Linked DNA regions of Sus scrofa: all the other regions are linked to region 2. The links are chromatin contacts, called in public Hi-C and HiChIP or PLAC-seq maps. All regions are on one chromosome and are shown on one strand. Each heading gives the region's core, a stretch centred on a gene start, on an enhancer-like site or on the middle of the called end of the contact. The rest is flanking DNA. Distances are from core to core; before and after follow the strand shown.

Region 1 (3,816 bases), core at 591-3,090, 220 kb before region 2:
AATTGGCGAGATTTCCAAGTATGCTTAATGTGAGGGCCACCTCTAAGGCCAGCTGGTAAGTGCAATGCTCCAGGCTTGCAGGGGAGGCTGATCTGCAAGTTGAAGGCAGCCACATTCACCTGCTTTTTGAAGAGACTTTGCTGTCGTACACAAAAACCATGGTCTTGGAGTTCCGTGGTGGCCCAGCAGTTAAGGACTCAGTGTTGCCACTGCTGCAGCACGGGTTCAATCCATGGCCCAGGAACTTTTGGCCACAGGCAGGACCCAAAAAATGATCTTAACAGTTACTTTATTTCAATTCTGTTCAACTGTTTAGACATCCCTCTCTTTTCTCCTTCAGAATTAATTTTGCATTAAATAAAGTTCTACTGAAAAGCTACATCCTGTAGCTTCACGCACAGCTGACTTTGCTTCTGGGCACTAGTTAACAGCCGTAGTTATGATATCTCCCTGTAAATGACGGGTGTGGTTTAAAGTGCTGGCTCAGTGTTTCATAATGGTGTTTATTTACTCTCTGAGGCTGCTGGGAAAAATCTTTCTACTGTCATCATCATTGAGCCCAAGATAACACATCCATTTTCTAAACGATTCTCACATTTTGTAATTTGACCGAGACACTGGAATTAGGATAGGAAAATCCCAGACAAACTCAAGCTCAAGCATCACTTTCGCAGACTCTTAAAAAGTGACTCTCTCCCTGGTTGCCTTTGCTTGTTGATGGGATTGTGGTGAGTCCTGCAGGATTGTGGGGTGAAAGCTGAGCCCGGGATTTGGCCCTAAGGTCTGCACATGCCTGAGCCCACTGGGGTTCCTCGGAAGCTGCTGCCCAAATAACCAAAGAAGTCAAATTCTGGAGAACAAACTTGTAAGGCTGCCTTTTTCCTGCCTTCTACCAGAAACAACTGTAGACAACTATTATCCCCAACTCACTTTAACAAGCTGCACACTAGCATTTAAATTATCCTGTACAGACAATAACCTCGGTTGAATTGCTGGTAAATTATTAAACCAAGAGAGGTTTCCTTTTGAAAAAACCATATTCTACTTTTCCCACCATCAGTGACAACCAGTAATTGTGAGTCTTGGGGTAAAAGCAGTTCTCCAGATCAGGGACCTTTTGCCAAGTGACTCTTTAAAACTGAACTTCTATGCAGCTTAGCGCTGTAAATTTTAAATACAACTTTCCGTGAAACAAGATGTCCAAAGAGGGCTTTTGCAATTTGGTGGGTTTTTTTTTTTTTAAAGTACAGTCCTATCATAAAAACTATGTGAAGCATTTCTGCATATGTTCTAGTTGTTAGCAGCTTTGAAAGAATGAGATGAATTAGTCGCCAACTGTGAAAGAGGCTTTTAAAATGCTTGCTGGCTCCCCTCAAGTGCCGAGTCTAATTTGGCTCACAGGTGCACAGCAGACAAGCAGGGTTCTTTGCTTCTGACTAACCAGCCTGAACAGCAGTATGGCCTGCAAAATTTTTTTTTTCTTGGCCACACTCCAAAAAATGTCCAGGTGGACATTGCTGAGTCAGAGCATTAACCCTTCAGCTATCCTTTCCCGAGCCTTGGAAAGACAGTGCTCATAGGAATTGGAGACCCATGCAACTAAATTGCCATAAGATCTCACCCTCAGGCTTGGCTTTTGCCAGGGATGCTATTCCTTCATCCAGAGCTCAAGCTGGCTTCTGGGCAGCCAGGCCCCTCTGTGAACTGGTCACCTGCCAGCCGTGGGGAATACAGTGACCAGAGCCTCGCCCAACTGGGACAAGAATCAGGCAAGAGAAGAGGCAAGACCCAGGGAGCAGAGCGGAGCGCTGTGAACCCCTGGCCCAGTGTGAAAGTCCCGCCACTAGATGGCGTGGGTGAGATTAAGGCCAAGCCAGGGAAACGGAACAGGTGCCCACAGCCATCACCCTAGAGAGGCAGGAACAGAAATGGTATCTACTCTGGCAAGGAGATTCTGCAAAGGCCAGAGGCCACCGACACCCTGGGCATCACAGAGGGTTGCCTTCTTCCAGACCTGGGCAGGAGGGGAAGGTGAGACCAAACTTGCCCTTCCCCGCCTGGCAAAGCAGAAGAGCTTTCATACTCTTTGAATCCCTGGTTCCTGAGCCTTTCTCCCAAGCTCTCCTGCTGGGAAGACAGAAGCAAAAAGACTTCCATGTGCTTGGCTTCTGCCCAAGATGCCTGTGGCTCTACTGAACCAGAGTGGAAAGCTCCAGTAGCTGTTCTGTTGTGTCGGGATTGGTAGGCCCCACCCCGACCAACTTCCAGTGGCTTAATGGAGAGCAGTTGGGATAAGCATCAAAGGGTTAGATTGTGGGTGTGCCCATACCAACAGCTCCAGGCCAGTGGTTAAAAGTGTACAAACAATGCAGGAGTGTTTCCCTGGGTCAAAAGCCAACCCAGAAAATCTTCAGTCTTGAATTGGAAAGCTGCCTTTATGGAAAGGGGAAATCGTGTGTCTGGAGTCTGGCATTGAACTGAACAAATGCCACCTTGAACTCTCTCACTGAACTTGGCCGGCCCAGCCCACACCCGCTCCACCTCCCTTTGTGCAAGGGGTTTTTGCTTTTAATGAAGGGCAGGGAGCAGACCTAAGTCCAGATCAGAGCATTTCTGGGGAGAGATCTCATGGGATGGGCGACAGGCCTCCCTCCTCCAGCAGAGGGGGTGGACCAGGTGGACAGTGGACACCATTTCAGGAGCCATAAAGGGCACAAGTTGTGGGACCAAAGGCCCTGCTCCTCGCCCACCTGACTGGCTGCATCAGAAGCCTGCCTTCCCCATTAAAGTCCCGTAACACCCCTGTGCACATTTGAAAGGCTGTCAGCTTTTGCTGATGGAAATGGGTAGGAAAGTGTGTTTGCGCAGGGAGGGAAGTGATGCTGGGCTGGCATGACCCCTCCCCGCGCTTAGATGGTCCATCTTTTCTGAGGAGCCCCGGGTTAACACATCCCATCTTTCTCTCTCCCTGTAGGTGTAGGAATGAAGTTAACAGACGTTGGCATAGCAACGTTGGCTAAAGGGTGAGTAGAAACAATAAGTCAAGTACATACCAGGTCAACTCTGGGCAGATGCTATTAGGCTGAGGCCGGCAAAGGAGAGTTCTTGTCCTAACCGTGGATCACAAATGTTCTTGGGCCGCATTCAGTTCACTTCTCTCACATACCTAAAATATTTATGGACTTTGTTCTCCCAAGGAAACACATTTGTTTCCTAACTTTGAAACAAGTAAGAAATCTGTAAACCCATTTCAAGATTAATGACTACCAGGAGTGCCATGGTGGGGAAACATGCCAGTGTTGTTGGGATTTCTTTTAACGAGGAATATTCCATTTTCTACATTTTGTATCTTCACGATCAGAAGCTTCTTTTGAAATATGCGTCTATTTGCATTTGAGTGCCGTGAATTCAATTTGCATTTTTAAAGGTATTTTCCCCATATTTTTTCACCAAAAAATTCGTTAGGCGGCTCCCAGACTCCCATGGTGATGGTTGCAGGGGCAAATGGCTATGGAAGAGCTGTGATTAGTGACTTCGGTTGTTGGCAATGGTGGTGGTTTTCTAATGCACCCAGGGCGTTGCTTTGCTCCCTGTGGGGTGTGCCTGGTTGGCACTGAGGTAACCTTTGACCGGGTGTCTCTTTAACAAACTTCCCCTTCTCGCTGCTTTGCTCACCATTAGTAAGGAGAAGGCAGGCTATTTGTGGTCAGAGGTGAAAATCACGTTCAGGGTTGGAGCTACCTGGCTTTTGCCCACTGCTGCTGTTTCTAGGACTGTTTATAAGGCGGAAGAAATGGACGGGCCAGTGGCTTGTGT
Region 2 (3,980 bases), core at 52-2,551:
GCCAGACTGTAGACGCCCAAGGGAATGTTTTCCCTCAAGATAAATAAGGCTGTGGCAGCTGCTGCCCGCACTTAACATCTCTGCCCGAGTGAAACACGTACAAAGTGTTGAATGGAGCAGGCAGTTTTGTTACGCCACCAAGTTTTGCTTTTGCTTCCTGAAAAAAACAGGTTTTCGCTTGAAAAAAGACCAGCTTCCCGCCAACTGTTTACAAATTTCTCTAAGTGTACAAAAATACAAATATGAAAATAAAAACTACTGTGCACTAGATGAAACATATTCTCTAAGAAAAGCTCTTTATTCCAGAGCTTTCATTTCCAAATTTGAAGAAATCTGTTTTCCACTGTAATAGCCCTTGGAAGTTGGAACAGTCTTTGTATGTAAACTACATAATTTTTGGTATGTTCTACTTGTTTTATAATTACATGAGGAACCTCAAGCCAAATGAGACTATAATTATATAAATCCATTTGTCCTCAACATTAACTGCAAAATGATTTAAATTTCTGATAACATAACTGAACAGTTGTCCAAACTTTTGGAAATGTGTTTTGTCAATCTCCACGTGGTAGGTGGTCCAAATTCAGCATGGAGCTGTGATGTCTATTGAAGCCTACACCTGTTGTGATGGTACGTTCTTGGGCTGAAGGTTAGCAGCTATTATCAAAATGTTATGGAAATCGGTACCCCTGCATAAAAATGGTATCACTTCAGACCAAGACAATGCACTCAGGTATCTTCTAATAAAGGAACTAGAGATAACAAGAGAAAATGGCTTGTAGAAGGGAAAAGAATAAGAAATAGTTAGAAAAATGTAATGTTTGCAATTTAGCATCTGATTTCACCTTCAAAATGGTGAAAACCAACGATGGAGCACTGATGAAGTTTTACTCAAGTGGCCAAAAATATTCCTCAACACAAAATAATAAAAGACACTATAATCCCACAATCATACTCAGCCAACCACTTTGAAAAGTCACAACTGGTAACTAAAACCCAAACAAAAAGTCTCCTAGACATTTCACTGTCATAGCCTCAAACCAGCAATCACAGGGAATTCAAGGAAAAAAACCCATTCAAAACACAAGGAGCCTGTCCTTTAAAAATAAAGCACTCAGAGCCTAGTGCCTAGGGATTATTAGTAAAAAAAAAAAAAAAAAAAAAAAAAAAAAAGCTAACCGATGGAACTTTTCATCCCATGACAAACTATGAAAGCTGCAGAGTCATCATTTGCCTGCTGGAGTTAGCAGCTGTCTTTCTGTACTCCATTTCACTGAAAGGGAGAGAGCAAGAACACAGGAGCAATAAAGGCCAAAATCTGTTGCAGGGCGTCTGATTCCACAGCTGGAGACAGGGCACTTACTATTCTATATACAGCAGCCCCGCTTAGACACTCAAGTGGGCCGTGTTAAATTGCAGGACTGTGCAATCTGACCATTAACAAGTTCCCAAATCAGTTTCGCCCTGCCTGGGCCCATAAGCCAAACTGCTTGAAAAACACATTTCCTCCTGTCCCACAAATGTGACTCCCCTTGTTCAGTATTACTTAATGGGACAAAATAACAACAACAACAAAGACCATAACTTACATAACAAGGGACAGCCCTCCACAGCTAAAAGGCCATTAGGAAGAACTGGTCAAACTTCGCATACCCTTAATTATTAAGCGACTAGATAAGTTTAACACAAAATTTTCTCTCTCTATTAGAACTGATAATTTTTAAAAAGCAAGTGTTGTCAGAGGCTTCATATGCAAGCAGCTTTTAAATGCACTTCCAACATCAACATGTTGGGGCCCTGCAGTTTCACTTAAAAAGTGATATGTTTTAAAAATTCTTTTATTCAGAAGGGAGGAAAAGAGCAGAAGGGGTTGTGTCTGGGTTTTCAAAACAGAGCTGTCTGACTTTGAGGACCTAAGGAAATGATATTTTCTGAAATGCTAACTAGTTTCATGGACCTCTACCAAAGGCTGGACCACAAATCATGGTCCCAGAACTCGGCCAAACATTAAGTTACTCTGGCCAGAAGCAAGGAAACTCCCAGAAGGGAGGCGGATGGAGTTTATTTTAATTATGCTGCAGAATCAGTCGGCTGAACTTGAATCAGTCCCTGCCGACAGGCCACTGCAGGGAAACGCACACTAACTTACCGGGGCGCTGGCTCCTGAGGAACCAGGGCAGGAGGCGTTATTCTCCTCGGGATTCTGAGGAGCTTCCTCTGGCCCCCGAGTCACAAGAATTCTGAAATGCTGCTGCCCCGCATTTTGATCTTGCCTGATCTTAAACGTGCAGCCCTGACCCTGCGGCGTCCTTTCCACGGAGTTGGTCCTGTGGATTTCGGGAGCCACCCTGCGGCCCCGGGGTGGTGTCTCCGGATGGCCGTGCTCTTCTGTGGGGCTCCCGCGCTCTGCTCGGGGCTGCGTGGGGTACGAGGTGCTCCTCTCTAGCCGGATGCGGGGATACCTCACCAACCTGTCCCCCTTGGTGCCGGTGAACCCGAAGTTGAAGTCACCACCCAGCCCTGGCACACCGGGTTGCGGCTGCTGCAACTGGAAGACAAAACACCGCTTCCCAGAACTTCCAGAAGCATCTGGAACGTGCTGCAGGGACCAGCGCCTGGGCTCCTGCGCCGACGAGCTGCTTGGGCCGTCAGCCCCGAAAGGCGTCAGCCTCACCTGGCGCACATCCGCGCTGGAGGCGCGGTGCTGGATGCGGAGTCCTCCGCTGCCCTCGGGCCCCTGGGCGATCGAAGGCTTGGCCTCCTCGCGGCCATCGGGGGCTGTGAGGCCGGGTGCTCGTCGGCCACACGTGCCGTTGACCTGCGGGCCTGGAGCCCTGGCGGCCCCGGGAGAGGGATTCTCGAGGCTCTTGGGCTCCGGGGTCTCAGAGCAGCCGCTCCGAGGCACTGAGCCCGCGTCGCCGTCCAGGCCCTCGGGGGGCCCGCACCCGTCGGGGGCCCCGTCGGCAGCTTTGCGCTGCAGCGAGATCTGCACGGATGAACTCCGGGTGGGCCGCGTGTCAACGGGGCTCAGGAGCTGGGGGATGAACATGGACGAGCTGCGCTTCAGCGCGCCCACGCCTGCCTGCAGGCCACCTCCGCCATCCTCCGCTCCATGAGAGGCAAAGGGGTGAGGGCCGCTCCTCCGCGGGAGCGTGTGGAATGCCATGAAAAAGTCGTCTTCTCTCTCCTGGTCTAGGATCTCTGATTCGGGGGCTGTGTTGCTGCGACCAGAGCCAAAATGAAACCGAAGCCGATGGGCCATGGTGCCCAGAGGGCCAGGGAGGGAGAGGGCGAGCGGCAACAACAAGCCCGGCGCTGCCAGAAGTCAAAAACCAAAGACACAAACTCCAAGAAAAAGTGTCCCATCTGCCAAACCTTTAGCACTGCGGCACTAAGAGCGACAGATAGCAGAAATAACCCAAGTGGCAAGCGGCATTCCAGGCATGATTGGATAAGAGCAAAAAGCTCTCATCCGCACTGTGACAGAGGGTAGGATAGCCAGAACCACATGACCGCTGTCTCCCCCTCCAATGCCAGCTTGTGGACTTAGAGGAGTTTTCCCCCCTCTCGCGCGCGCTCTCTCTCCCTCTTTTTTTTTTTTTTTTTTTTTAAACAGCAAGAGCCTGAAACAGCACCTTCCCAGCTGCTGCTTTTCCATCAGACAGGAGTGGCCCCAGCAGGGAGCTCTCACAGCTGACTAAGGCAGCAAACACACTCCGAGCCATGCTGCTATAAATCTAACCGCATTGGCGCTCACAGGACACTTCTTTCTGAACCAAGCAGGGCCCCGGGACTCTCCAACCAATGCAGGAGAGAGACCCGGCTCCTAACACAGAAAAGCGCCCATAGTATTCCCCCACCTACCCCACCACCTTTCCCACGAAACCAAACGTTGTTGAGTAAAAATGCCGGGGCTGCAGGAAAACCCTTTCTCCAGCAATCGGATGTTATGTTGCCCTGTTATTTATGATATCACCACA
Region 3 (3,895 bases), core at 267-2,766, 140 kb before region 2:
CTGTGTGGTCAGAATGTGTCCCACAGGCCCCTGCCACCTGCCTCCTAAGAGCAGGAGAGCAAAGCCTGAGGGGGAAACCAGCCTGAGGGACACAGCACCCTGAATGGCAGGAGCTCCTGAGGTCCCCTCTGTGCTGGGTTTCACAGAACTCTCCCTCTACCCCGCAGCCTGGAGAACTCCTCAGCGCAGCTGTGCCAGCGCGTCTCCCTGGGCAGGGGTCCTTGGTCAGACCTGACACTCCTCGGGCCAATGACGCTACCAAATCCCACTGACTGATGGCTTCTGGCTGGCCATGGAAGGCCTTTAACCAACGTGGCTACAGGGAATTTATCCATAGCTCTGGACCAATTTAAGGTGGGAGGAAAAACCCAGTCTGTTGAGAGGCTGGGAGCTGTCATATCCACATGCGGATACACAGGGAAATTTCTGCTTCCCAGAATAACTGCGGAAGGATGGAGTTTGGGAGAGGAACTCCCCGCAGGAAGCAGGAAGGGTGGGTTTAAGCCTTCACATCTCCAACAGGACCCCCTTCAAATTTTGGTTTAATTTCATCAGCATCACTGACATTTCATACTCAAAATTCTGAATGGGCAGGGAACACAGCATTCTAGCCTCTAGCCCGGCAGTATACTCGCTAAATGTTTAAAATACTATTTGTTGACAACCAGGTGGTTTTCCGTCACTCACCATGTGTGAGCTCTGGGCAGTTTCTCAGGACTTCCCCATTGCTCTATTGTAAACAGCTGAGGACCATTGGAACCTAGATGAAAGAACAAAGAAAAATAGACGCTTAGAGGGCTCAAGGCAGAGGAACATGGTGAAGGAGGGGATAAAGGAAAGGGAGGGGCGGGGGGCCCGAGACCCCCTCTGAGGCTGTTTAACAACGGGGCAAGCAAGGGGTCTGCACAACCTCATGACACAGACTCTGTGCCACTGTCAGACTGGAATCGCGCCAAGCTGAACACAACAGACGTGACAACATATGGACATGCGGACATCTACAGCCTTTCAGTCCAACCCGTGAAGTTTAAATTTCGAACTACTTCTGGGGGGAAAAAAATGAAACATGACCTTGAATATGCCTCATGGAGGGAAGGAGTGCCTTAAATATTCTGTTTACAAACACAGGAATGATTCTGCAAAATCCGGTTGTTTGTGAAGATATACCAAAAAACAAAACTCCCCCCCCCACCAAAAAAAAGAAAAGACCAATGTTAGGACTCTCTGCATGAAAACAAAAAAGACCCCCTCCCCTGCCCCTTCATGTAAAGGGAACTACACACACAGCTGAGAGGAGGGCACATTGCCCCATCTCTTCAGGGTCCGTGCAAAGTCCACTTGTCTAGGGGCCTGGAGGCACTCTTCTCGGGCTGCAGCTGATGCCTGGCTAGAGGAGAACAAAATCTAAAGGTGTCCTGCTCACCATAAAGCTCGGCAAATCCATTCATAGGTACTCGGGACGTCCCGGTGACGAACTGCAGTAACCGGATCCGCTTCTCGGCGTCCATCAGCAGCACAGCCTATGAACGGAGGCAGAAGGTCAGGTGAGCCCATGTGACACATGGCCCGTGCTGCTGTGATGCAGACAGGCAAAACAACCTCACTACCCTGCAGCCGAAGATCTAGACCATTGACCCTAAAAGCGGTTTCCTACGGTCACCACAGTACTGGCCTCTGTGATCTCAGAGAGCGAGAGATCACAAGGTCTCTTTCTTCTTCTGCCAACTGGTCAAAAGAAGTGGTGTTCAAAGCAAACTCACTAATGGCCCTGAGCTCAGGTTTCTGTATGAGGCTTGCCAGTGGCCCCCGGCCAACTATAAACATAGACAGTTTGAGAAGTGTTGACCCAGGGGGAACCCAGGTTATGTGGTGGGATTGCTGACTATAGACAAATTCTCTAAAGATAACATTTTATAAAAAGAAAGAAAAACAGAGGCCAGGGTAGCCTCTGAAATAATCTGTGTATCTTATGTATCTGAATTATTCTAAGAATCGAGTTGCCTTCACTGGTAAAGCCCCTTGAATTGAAATAAAAAATATTCAAACTTAAAGCTGAGCGAGACTTGGATGAGGATTTGGGGATTTGAAGGTTCTGTTTTTCTTTTCTCTATGTTTCGCTATTGGCACCTGAAGTATTATTAGTAACACAAATAAATAATCAGCTTTTCTTCCCTGTGACTATTCTTTCCTCAGTTTACCATCTCTCCCTTGGACCCACCCCCACTTTCTCTGTCACTTCTCTCCTAAGCTGAACAGGATGCAAACACTGGCCTTCAGAGAGCACAGCAGATTTTATCTGTATCTTTGATTGAAAGATGTAAAGATCATAATGTTTGTTGAAATTAACCAGGGGGAAAAAAAAAAAATCTGGGAAAAGGGTTTTTTAATCCAAAGTGGCATCTTAGAAAAGTCAGTCCCAAAGCATGTTTTTGCCCTGAGAAATCTCCCATTCTTGGTTACACTTTGGAGGATTAGTTCCAATTCTTGAATCTCGCTTTTCAGAATCATCCTCCTGAATGATATCCTCAAACAAAAGCATGTTAATCAGGTGGCTGCTTCAAGACTGCTGTCTACCACAGTTACAGAAGAGCAGCAGGATGGGCTGCTTTGGATTCAGCCGGCTCTTCTCTCCCAGCAGGCCAGGTGCCAGCAGCGCCCCGACTTCCAGCAGCAGGACCGTGGGAAGCAGCACAGGGCCCCCTACCCGACCCAGGAGGAGCAGCAGGGACCGGTCCTGGCCTTACCTTCCAGAACCACTGAATCACAGGGTGGTTTGGGCAGTAGCCATTCTTGTAAATAGAATGTTGTCGCCAGTCGTTCACATCCACATCACCAAGGCCGCACATCAGCAACTGGGAGGGAGATGGACCAGAGTTAAAGGGGGCACTCCTCGAAAGCCAAAGAAACACACGCAGAGATAAGGCCCTTCCTCAAGGACAGAGCCACGGTGTGTGCCAAGCAAGACAGGCCAGTGATGCACAGATACAAACGAAGGGAGGGACATGTGTTCCAAAGCCTCCCTGCTGCAGATCAGACAGCAGCGGTAACAGGGGCCCGGTCTAAAACCTGTATGGCTACCCATCTCCCACGGGAAGTTCCAAGGCCAGATCGCCTTCCCTGCCCGCTAATCTCAGCACCTCGCTCAGGGATCTTCTCACACTGCATTTACATCTGCTCATTATTTTGGCTGTTTCCCCTTCTGAGAGGTTACTTGTCTCAAGATGTGAAACCACCTCCCCACTCACAAAAGAACTCGAGTTTTATGACAGTAAGAACGCATCTCCCCCAGATCCATCGACCCAGGTGAGGGCGGCAAACTCATGTGCCCAGAGGTCCGTGGCTGCACCAGCACTAACGCAGTAATCGCTTCTCTGACTTACAATCTTAGGTCCACTTTTCTTATTACCGAACCCTCTGAAGGGCAGGTTTCCTGTGGACAAATGCATGATATTCCTGCAGAGGCACCAGAGTAAAATGCAAAAAAAACTAAACTAGAGGCTCGAAAGCTGGGTTCACAGGCCTGACTGTGCCAAAACCCTGCTGGGTAACCCTGCGAGGTCATTAACTGCTCCCGCCCTCAGTTTCTATCAAACCAAGGGCCTCTTCTGCATGATGCCTATGACGTCATCTATCTGGACTTTTGCCTCTTAAGGTAGAAGAACAGAAAGCCCATCTATGGGAACACGTCATTGGACGTGGTCTGGACAAATGGCAACGGAGTCCTATCAGATGGCCTCTTAACAGACACAGCCTTCCTTCTGCTGTTCCTTTCAACACAAAGGCAGAGAGATCCCTCTGCTTTTGAAATTCCCAATTCTCATCCACACCAACACCAAGCAGCTGGCACAAGCTAAGCTGGTGCACAAGGACCACCACCTTGCTGCTTTCGACCTGC

Evidence for each region. A called contact is a pair of places that touch in the nucleus more often than the background predicts. HiChIP or PLAC-seq counts read pairs in DNA pulled down with a chosen protein or histone mark.
Region 1: a contact with region 2 is called in an H3K27ac HiChIP or PLAC-seq map of skeletal muscle, with 3 times the contacts expected there. The contact joins two enhancer-like sites. A contact is called at or near these places in 1 of 47 Hi-C or Micro-C datasets (fetal skeletal muscle) and 1 of 2 datasets of contacts at active chromatin or transcription factors (skeletal muscle).
Region 3: a Hi-C map of skeletal muscle shows a contact between it and region 2, with 6 times the contacts expected there. The contact joins two enhancer-like sites. A contact is called at or near these places in 2 of 47 Hi-C or Micro-C datasets (heart right ventricle and skeletal muscle) and 1 of 2 datasets of contacts at active chromatin or transcription factors (skeletal muscle).

The regions. Positions count from the first base shown.
Region 1 is chr1:162,288,086-162,291,901 of Sscrofa11.1, forward strand. ALPK2 (alpha-protein kinase 2) reads left to right here. Exons shown (of 14, transcript XM_001925970.7): 13 at 2,975-3,023. Among named protein-coding and RNA genes, the nearest start is that of MIR122, 40 kb to the right of the region's middle. Within about 2 kb of position 1,841, at least 20 of the 83 cell types and tissues checked have an H3K27ac peak or open chromatin away from gene starts, as enhancers often do. A contact at or near this core is called in fetal skeletal muscle and skeletal muscle, where this site is marked.
Region 2 is chr1:162,510,295-162,514,274 of Sscrofa11.1, forward strand. The region is part of intron 5 of NEDD4L (E3 ubiquitin-protein ligase NEDD4-like); the gene reads right to left. Among named protein-coding and RNA genes, the nearest start is that of MIR122, 180 kb to the left of the region's middle. Within about 2 kb of position 1,302, at least 17 of the 83 cell types and tissues checked have an H3K27ac peak or open chromatin away from gene starts, as enhancers often do. A contact at or near this core is called in fetal skeletal muscle and skeletal muscle, where this site is marked.
Region 3 is chr1:162,373,530-162,377,424 of Sscrofa11.1, forward strand. NEDD4L (E3 ubiquitin-protein ligase NEDD4-like) reads right to left here. Exons shown (of 32, transcript XM_021073866.1): 29 at 2,745-2,852; 30 at 1,424-1,520; 31 at 688-760. Among named protein-coding and RNA genes, the nearest start is that of MIR122, 46 kb to the left of the region's middle. Within about 2 kb of position 1,517, at least 10 of the 83 cell types and tissues checked have an H3K27ac peak or open chromatin away from gene starts, as enhancers often do. A contact at or near this core is called in skeletal muscle, where this site is marked.